Linked DNA regions of Zea mays: all the other regions are linked to region 3. The links are chromatin contacts, called in public Hi-C maps. All regions are on one chromosome and are shown on one strand. The core of a region is the stretch at or near the end of the contact, and the rest is flanking DNA. Distances in the headings are between cores, read along the strand shown.

What was found. Hi-C and Micro-C count contacts between places; a contact is called where the count stands out from the background.
Region 1: a Hi-C map of leaf shows a contact between it and region 3, with 3 times the contacts expected there. The contact joins the enhancer-like site here to the promoter of LOC541891 in region 3. A contact is called at or near these places in 7 of 25 Hi-C or Micro-C datasets (bundle sheath, ear, endosperm and 3 more).
Region 2: a Hi-C map of tassel shows a contact between it and region 3, with 2.5 times the contacts expected there. The contact joins the promoter of LOC100284825 here to the promoter of LOC541891 in region 3. A contact is called at or near these places in 2 of 25 Hi-C or Micro-C datasets (ear and tassel).

What each region holds. Positions count from the first base shown.
Region 1 is chr7:42,938,293-42,941,330 of Zm-B73-REFERENCE-NAM-5.0, forward strand. LOC103632291 (phosphomannomutase/phosphoglucomutase) reads right to left here. Exons shown (of 17, transcript XM_008654105.4): 15 at 2,465-2,561; 16 at 2,272-2,349; 17 at 1,736-2,199. The coding sequence ends at 2,092. Among protein-coding and RNA genes, the nearest start is that of LOC109941238, 60 kb to the left of the region's middle. Within about 2 kb of position 1,534, at least 8 of the 20 cell types and tissues checked have an H3K27ac peak or open chromatin away from gene starts, as enhancers often do. A contact at or near this core is called in ear, endosperm and leaf, where this site is marked.
Region 2 is chr7:42,529,326-42,532,512 of Zm-B73-REFERENCE-NAM-5.0, forward strand. It overlaps LOC100284825 (60S ribosomal protein L44), which reads left to right and starts at 1,454. Exons shown (of 4, transcript NM_001157720.2): 1 at 1,454-1,620. The coding sequence starts at 1,618.
Region 3 is chr7:42,734,177-42,737,300 of Zm-B73-REFERENCE-NAM-5.0, forward strand. It overlaps LOC541891 (plasma membrane intrinsic protein 2), which reads right to left and starts at 1,866. Exons shown (of 3, transcript NM_001111557.1): 1 at 1,165-1,866; 2 at 895-1,035; 3 at 407-820. The coding sequence starts at 1,779. The coding sequence ends at 710.

The DNA.
Region 1 (3,038 bases), core at 284-2,783, 200 kb after region 3:
AGTGTGTTGTTGGCTGGTGCACAGGACAGTGAATAGTAACATGTCTGGTGCACAGGACAGCGAATAGTAACATGTCCGGTGCACAAACCAGTGAATAGTAACATGTTCGGTGCATATAGGACAGTGAATAGTAACCTGTCCGGTGCATAGCACAGTGAATAGTAACATGTCCGGTGCACCAATGGCTAGCCCTTTCAGAGAAGAAAACTATCAATTAGATCAGTTACTGTGCAGTGTCCAGTGGCGCATCGGACAGTCCGGTGCACCCGCAGACAGGGAAGGCTGGGAGCTTCCAAATGAAGCTCCAACGGCTCCTAGGCCCTTTAGGACTATAAAAGGGACCCCTAGGCGCCTCAAACAAGTGTACAAGAGCAGCCAACAAGTCCATACATCATTTGGATCAATTCTTTCTCTCCCTCTCTTGTATATCTCTCTAGTGTGTGTAGAGGCGAAGTTATAAACCTTTAGAGAGAGGGGAAGTGCTGCTGAGAGCTAGAGCAAAATCTTGATCGCATTATTACTCTGCTGGAGTGTTGTCGAGAATATTGTAAGCAGCCACGGTATCGTTGTAACTGATATCAACATAGTGGAAGGCTCTATCTGTTGCACTGATAGATCTGAGCAAACGGAGGAAGGAGTTAAAATAGACTCTAAGCCAAGATGTGGCTAACTCTAACAAGAACTAGGCAAGCATTTCAGGCTTGGCCGAACCTTGGGATAAATCCTTGTGCCTGTGTGCTCTGCTCTGTGTTGTGTAATGTCTTTGTCTTATTTGCTTTTTATACTTGCACTTCAATACTTATATGTGGTATAAGTTGTCTTCAAAGTGCAGGGTATTTTAAGACAGGAACTTCAATTCCGCTGCAACCTACTCGACGGGTCTTTCATTCCACTGCGATCCAGTCTTCAAGTAGAGTAAGAATTTCCAGTTTTTAAGTGTTAATTTTTATTCGCCTATTCACCCCCTCTAGGCGACATCTAGATCCTGTCTCCGGACAAATGGAACTTTCAAAACTGCTGGAGATAGTCTAAGTGTCCAACGATTATTAATGCTTAGAACTAACATATCATTAACCTTTTTGGTCATCATTTAAAAAACGGCCATTAGTTTTCATCGATAAAGGCACTAATACAATGTTAACCTAATCATCTTTTGATCTAACTTAAGCCTAATCATCTATTGTTACGATATAAATTATTTTGTTTCTGCAAAAATATATATTAGTTACAATAATTTTATATTTTTATCAATTATCAAAACTAACATAGTACCTTTTTCAAGCTCTTCTATATAAAGAGAAACGCTATAGCTATGAATGACAATGGACTATAAATTTTACACTATAAGATTTAAGAATTAGATTAGGATCAGATATTTTTTCTATTCATTTTTAAACTAAAATTTATTTAAGATCTTATCATTTTATATTTTATGAATAACCATTTGGATTATGATCCTCTACCATCTACAGCTCACAGCGGCGAGGTGGTGGACGTGTGGGCACCAAAATGGTACAGCACAAGCCTTGCGTGGTGTCCACGTCAGATGCCACCATTCATGTTTACACCAAACGACAAATTTGTACTACGTCCGGGCTCTTCTTTTATGAGCGAAACGTAGCAAATATGCGAGAATACGGTGAACACTCTACAGGTCTGCTGCAATTGTATCCTACCATCTACCAAAATGTTAAGATGCCGACAAAGAACAGCGAATGGGTAATTCAAACCAATGTGAAATCGCTAAAGAAAAATCGAGGTACTTATTGGCAAATTCGTGGCCTCACATCACAGCAAGCCTCCTGATCCTTTTAAAAAAATACTCAGGTAACTCAAACCTTATTCTCAAGTAAAGATCAGCCTCAACAGTACGCACGCATATTCTTACTCTGATAGCTGGTATAAACACACACAAGAATCATCTCAACACTGAAATCTCCCTTGTCTTTCCAAACTAAAAAGCCTGTGCAAGTAATAAACTGGTATATTTCTGTATGATACTCGTGCCACATGTAGAACATGTTCGACCGGGGCGAACACGACACCATGCGAAGCTGATCACATTATGATGCCAATGTCCGTCCCTTATATTCACTGATGCACGAATTTGTTCAGTGCCGTCACATCCAGTGCTGGAAATTCATTCACAGCAGCAAGAACCGCAAGCCCCAGCTTAATCGCATCATCGTTACTCTGTGCCTGTAGCATGCGCACATCACATGACTCCGAAATGCCTTCATTAGGATTGAGAGAGGAAGTGAAGAGAACTACCTCAATGTTTAGGGGAAGAACAGGATCATGCAGAGAGAGCCTCAGCAAGAACCACCCACCATATCCTGAAACCCTTACCTGTGTATGGTATGCCATAAAATAAGCAGAAATCCAGCTTTCTCGCAGAAGAAAAATTATGCATCAAGATCTATATTCAAGTTTCGAAAGAACAAAGCAAAGAATATGTACATACGCCCTCATGGTTCACCGGGGCTTTACGGAGATTTGGGTCTTTGCTGATTGCATTCTCTAAATGTCTCAAGACGGATTCTCCATAGTCACGGAAGGACCTGTAGACATATCAATCCACAAATATTTAAAATCTTCGCATGACTAATCTAGTCATAGTTCAATCTGTTAGTGGGCTGGAAACCCTAACCCTAACCAGGGTTGGGGGAGCTATATTTATAATAGAGTTGTTGGCCCTAAGCCCATTACATAGAAAACACCCCATTACAATACAAAGCCACAAATAACTCTAACACTCTCGTGGTCGAAATTCTAGCCACGACAGATGTTAAGACTGGACCAAACCTCCTCAAATAACGATGTAGTTAGGCCCTTGGTGAAGATGTCGACAAACTGAGAAGTGGTCGGGACATAGAGAACTCGCACATCCCCGACGGCGACACGCTCGCGGACGAAGTAGAGGTCGAGCTCAACATGATTTGTGCGCTGGTGCTGAACAGGATTGGTGGAGAGATACATGGCACTGACGTTATCACAGTAGACAAGTGTGCTCCATGTCAACGGACTGTGCAGCTCCT
Region 2 (3,187 bases), core at 204-2,703, 210 kb before region 3:
GTGTAACACAATATTAAGGGCGGAGATTACAAGGTAACCCTAACCGAGTAATATAAGATTAAAAGTTAACTCTAATCAATAAATAACATCAAAATCAACAATTCAATAGCATAAGCTAAATCTAATATAATAGACTTAATACTTACCTAACATCAAGCCACATAGTTAATATTTGCAACGTCAAATTAAAAATAGCAATTATAATGCGTAAAGTCATATTAAAACTAAGAACACTATCGATTAACAATTTTAAACTAACTCTAATCACATAAAAGTTAACTCCTGTCGATCATAAAAACCGACGAAAATAAACATCTTCATACATATTTAACTACTCTAATCACACTCGCATTTTAATTCGATAGGTTAGTGAGTTATCCCTCGATGACGAGGCAACATGAGTGTTGTTCCATGGGAGATAACGACGACAGAGGGTTCCTCGGGTGGCGGCAGCTCCTTGGCCCAACGGCTCTTTGGTGGCTGACCGGTGTTTGGGGGCGTGGGTGGCAGCTCCTGGGAGGGGCTACAGGGGACGACGATGGACGAGGCTCCAGGTCTGAGGGTGGTGGTGGCTCCTCGCCGGAGCTGGTGGAGGTGGTGGCGCTACTGGGTGGTGACAGCTCCTCGCTTTGGCTGGTGGAGGTGGCGGCGCCGGCTCCTTGCGGGGACCAGTGGATGTGGCAGCGTGGCTCCCGAACTGGCGGCGATGGAGGCAACGTTGGGCGGCGGTGCACGACAACTGAGGCGTCGGGAGAATGATTTTGGTCGAGAGAGAAGTAGCGCGTGTGTGGGTAACCGTGACCTCATAAACAACTAATCCCCATCGGCCTTGGATTGGGCCATCGGGAATAACTCAATAAACCCCGCCAGCTTAGGTCATAGCCGACGAGAGTTGTAAAACTCAAGGCGTGCTAGGTCACGAGTCATTTCATGGCCCATTAATCTCCGTCGGCCCAGGCTACGCCCAACAGGACTTATTGAACTCCTAGGTCTGTCGACATGGGTCAGTGCAGACAGGAGTTATTAATATCTAGGAGCGCTACTTCATGGCCCACTAATTCTCGTCGGCCATCGCCATGACCGACGATAGTTAAGTAATGCACGTCGGTCTAGCCCTTGGCCGACGACAATTAACTCTCGTCGGCTCCTCCGACGGAGATAGGTTAATTCAAGTCGGTTTTGTATTTGGCCGACGAGAATTATTTTGGCCGACGGAAGTCATCCTGATTCCTGTTGTGATTTGTTGGTGGTTACCAGGTGTGGATTACCCATTAGGTATCATTAACCGATTGGGTGTGGGTATGAAAACAATTTATTACTCATGAGCAGTGACGATAGTGTATTAGATAAAATTTAATTTCGCCGGTATAAATATAGGCTAGCGAGTTCGTACTTGTTGCTGTCTCTACTTGTAGGCTGAGTGATAAAAGGCTGTAAATCTACATGACAGGCCAAATATTGGACCAAGGAACAGGCCCATGAACTCGCTAAAGCGCAGGAGGCCCGGCTCTGTTCTGATATATCGCTCCGCCGCTAGGGTTTTCAGGGATCCCGCCTCACACCGCCGCAAGGACTCGCGACGGACGGAGCAACGGAGGAAGCAACTACGCGGCAGCCATGGTCAGCGACTCCCACCTATCCTCCTTTTACCTTGTGCTTACGATCTCAGGCCTTTTCTGTCTGCCTTGTGGTACATGGCCCTGGATACTCTGTCCCGATTCGTTCCTGTGTTTTGGTCTAATTCTGCCAGCTCGGGATGGAGAGCAGTAATGTAAGCGAAGCCTTTTTAGTGATGTAACTAGGGTTTGTTTTGATCGCTGGTCTCCGCTTAGTGCTATTTTAGTTTGGGTTTCTCGCGCGGTCGTGTATTGTGAATTTTGTGTTGTTTGAGGATTTTTGTATTATATAAGGTGTTGTTTGGATGCGTATTATCCACATCAATATACAAGTTTTGAAGTGGATTGTAGTGGAAATTAGTTTAAGTTGCACTCTAGTCCATGATACATTGCATGCAAACAAGGCCCAAACATCTATATATTTTCATCTATTTTAGTGGGCATTGTTAGTTTTAAAAAAAGCGTTTACGATTAACCAGACTGCAAGCACTTATATCTGTCCAGTTCGTGTGTTACAATATATAATTATATTTGCTGATCTACTGATCGTATGCATGCATGGGTATAAATAGAGGTATCTATATCAAGCGAAATGGTTATGCCATCTATTTATTGGCAACGTATCAGGTGAAAACCAAGTTTCCGTGCAAATCAACTAAGAAAAGTCACAAAAATTTGCCTAGTAGTGTCACATTTAGTATTTTATTTATCGATTGTTTGTCTGAGGCAAAATTAAAAATTTGAACTCGTGCAATGGTGTGCAAGGTCTTCATACTAATGTTTAATTACATCTTTTGTCTCTCACAAAGGATTGTTTATCTATCCTATTAACAACAAAATGTCTTGTGTACTAATTCAAGCTTCTAACTAGCATGTAGAGAATTCGTCTCACATTAAGTAAAAGACTTTACCAAGATCTCATTCTGTCATGAGTTGGTTTTGTTCCATGACTACATGCTAACCTTGTTGATATTTTTGGGGTGCTTGTGAGAAGGAATTGACCAACGTTATCAAGTCATCTGACTAATCATGATTAATGGTGATTAGTCGGGCTGATTGGTGCCATGGTGATCAGCTATACTTAAGATTAATCGTTATTAATCGTGATCAGTTGAGATTAGTCATGACTCATGATCAATCATGACTAGTCAAGCTAATTGGTACCATGGCGACTAGGACCAATTAGACGATTTGATAACATTGGAATTGATATCTTGTTTTACTGGCACCTTTCTTACTAGAGTTCTTTTTGTATCTATTGTGTTAGCAACTTCAAGCTTTATTGTTCCTTGTTCATGAATTGTAAGTTATATGATATTAGTCAAATTAACAAGAGACAGTTCACTTCGCTTATGTGAACCTTCAACTGTTATTTAATTTATAAGATGCTAATTATTTTTCACTAAGCTGCATTCTGTATATACTCCTTGTGGTGCCCTTTGTTTCTGTTCCACCATGAGCCTACCTTTTCGTGCACCTTAGTGCTAGTCATTCTTCTTTTGGACTTCCTATGATGTTTCATTTCAAAATATCTTATGATGAATTATTATAATTTTAGGGACTAAAATTTG
Region 3 (3,124 bases), core at 616-3,115:
TGCTTGATAGGCCATGTGGCACTGTATATCTGTGAGGACGCTGTTGTGGCTGCCGAAAGATGCGCGCGCGGGTGTGGGACGAGAGTTTCCGTGACGGTGTTCCCCAACACTAATCCAAAATACCGAATCATTTGGGCTTCACGAGCAAAGAATGAAATGGAAGACAAGGTTATGGTTTGAAGCTAAACTTCTCTGGAGGCAGAGTTTTGCCAAATAGGTTGAGACCTGAATTTAGTGTTAGAGCTACTTTAAGAGATTAGGTAAAACGTCAACAAATTATGTAAATGGCTCTCCAAATTTAGTCCTACAGATGCTGTATAGCGGCTTTAATTTGTTTCAGAGAATAGCAAAATCACTTAATTTAGCTAATATTTTTGGGCTAATCTATTGGAGGTGGTCCGAGGGTAATAATCACTTGCATTCGTCCATCTTTATTAAGTTAGATTGACTGCAACCCAACAGGACACACAGACGCTGACCAAGTCACACTTGCTTTCCACACCGCACACAAACTCACAAACGCCTGCGCTAGCTACCGTTGCCGGCAGCTGCAACACTTGACCTGAATGAAAGCTACTGCTGCTGTGGATGGGCGGGGGCAAAGGCGAGGTGAGCCTAGACGTTGCTCCGTACCCCCTTGCGCTCTCCTTCTCCGTTCACCTTAAACTGCGGAGGAGGAAGAGCTGAATAGCCCGCCGACGAGATGGTCCTAGGCGTTGCTCCGGAAGGAGCCGTACCCCCTGGCGCTGGCGCGGAGGACGATCTGGTGGTATAGCGCTGCGATCGCCGCTCCGATGAACGGGCCCACCCAGAAGATCCACTGCATGCAGCAACAGCAAATTAGCAACCAACAAATGAGTGAGTGCTGCAATCGTGGACAATGTGTGTAAATACCTGGTCGCTCCAGGCTTTGCTGTTGTTGTACACGACGGCGGCGCCGAGGCTCCTCGCCGGGTTGATACCGGTGCCAGTGATCGGGATCGTCGCCAGGTGCACCATGAACACAGCGAACCCGATCGGAAGCGGCGCCAGCACCTGATGAGCATTTCCTTGGTTCATCAATAATGCAACACGAGAGGCAATGCACAGCACAAGTTCTGGAGAAATGGGCAGCAGCAGGAATAAATGCAGGATCACATCTCAAAGGAAAGGCGTGTATATTACCGGAACGTGGGAGTCGCGAGCGTTGCGCTTGGGGTCGGTGGCGGAGAAGACGGTGTAGACGAGCACGAAGGTACCGATGATCTCGGCGGCGAGCCCCGTGCCGGTGGAGTACCCGGCGCTGACCTCATTGGCGCCGCCGCCGTAGCGCGCGTAGAACCCGCTCTGGAAGCCCTTGACGAGCGCGACGCCGCAGATAGCACCGAGGCTCTGCGCGGCCATGTACAGCAGAGCGCGCACCAGGGAGACCTTGCGCGCCAGGAAGAGGCCGAACGTGACGGCCGGGTTGATGTGGCCGCCCGAGATGCCGGCGGTGCAGTAGACGAGGATGAAGATCATGCCGCCGAACGCCCACGCGATGCCCAGGATGCCCACGCCGCTGCACGCCGCGTCGGGCCCCGACGCCGACGCGTCCGTCTGGTGCTTGTACCCGATCACCGTGGCAACCGTGATGTACAGGAACAGCAGCGTGGCCACGAACTCGGCGATCACGGCGCGGTACAGGGACCACTTGCCGAGCTCGTCGATGTCGATCAGCGGTGCCGGCGGAGGGTCCGCGTAGTCACGGTCACGGACGCCGCCGGCCTCTAGAGTGGACACATCCACCTCCTTGCCCATCTCACCTGCTTCACAAGCTTTTGAGTGGTGACCTACTGGCTTGCAAAGAGAGCTAAGATAGAGTCGGTTGACAATTGCTTGCTTGCGTTGCTGTGTTAGGGCTGACACGGAGGGTATGTATTTATAGGGAGTTTATGGAGGAGGGCATTCGTGTGGGTTTAAGCGGTAATGCATTTCTAAATAAAATGGAAAATTCTTGTGCTCATGGGTAGTTGTTCTGCGTGGGGCAGACAAATGTTTGCTTGTTTAGCGATTCATGAGCATGTCTTGCAAAAGTTCAGATTTCCCGCTGGACATGTCAATGAGGAGTCATCTCAAAACTCATCGTTTGAGTTTCAGCGCAGTATATGAAATATATAGAAGATGTTATGTAATAATGCGAAATTAACGAATCTTTCATTTTTGTTTTCCAACAGCTTTCCAAAATATAGCAGGAATTTAGATTACACTGTATAGCGGAGGGAAAGGGTTCTCATACTGAAACTCTAATAATGCCCCATTTGTTGGGATGCAGTATTGTTGTTTTCTTTTAAATGGTGTACATGCATGTGATTCTACAGCGTTTTCACACCGATTAACTCTACAGTGTTCCACGTTTTATTTTTTTCTATCTGCCATATTAAAGCATCAGTTTCAACGGTCATCTCACGTCATCTTTTTATAAATAATCTCTTATTTCTTTGAAATCAACCTGCGGTTTCAGATCATATCTCATCACTATCCTATTTTTTCGCACAACAATGTTCTGGTAGCTGTCGCTCTAGCAACAAACCCCGTCCATTTTGCAACAACCTCTGTCCGCTTCTTCCGCCGTTGCACATTGAATTTTAAGTGAAACCAACTATACAATTGGAGATGAGTACAAGACTATGTAAAAAGCAGAAAATGTTTTTATTGTTTGATGTGATACTCTAAAGGCAAGAGCAAGTATTTATTTCAGTAAGCATGTTAATCATTAGAGGATAAACTTGTTGTATTTAGTATTTCAGGAATGATCTTGTTGGCATACTTGTACTTATCTATGTCTTACCAGTTCAATATCTAGTATATGAACAATATGTTCATTTCGACATTAAATTCATTTATTATGGTATTTTTATGTGGAGGGTCTATTAAGACTCTCAAGTGTCGATTAGTCACCCAATCAATATCATCAAATATGGTTGGGTACCGTTGCAACGCACGGGGATTAAACTAGTTTTAAATAACATACGACCAGTATTCCGTTGTTATGGTGTGCGAACTCTTGTAAGTATACCGAATCTCACTGTTTCTCAGTTCAGGAAATCCTTATACACTAGGTTCAGCTAGCATGCTGTCAGTCTGTCACGACCCGTGGCCTAGG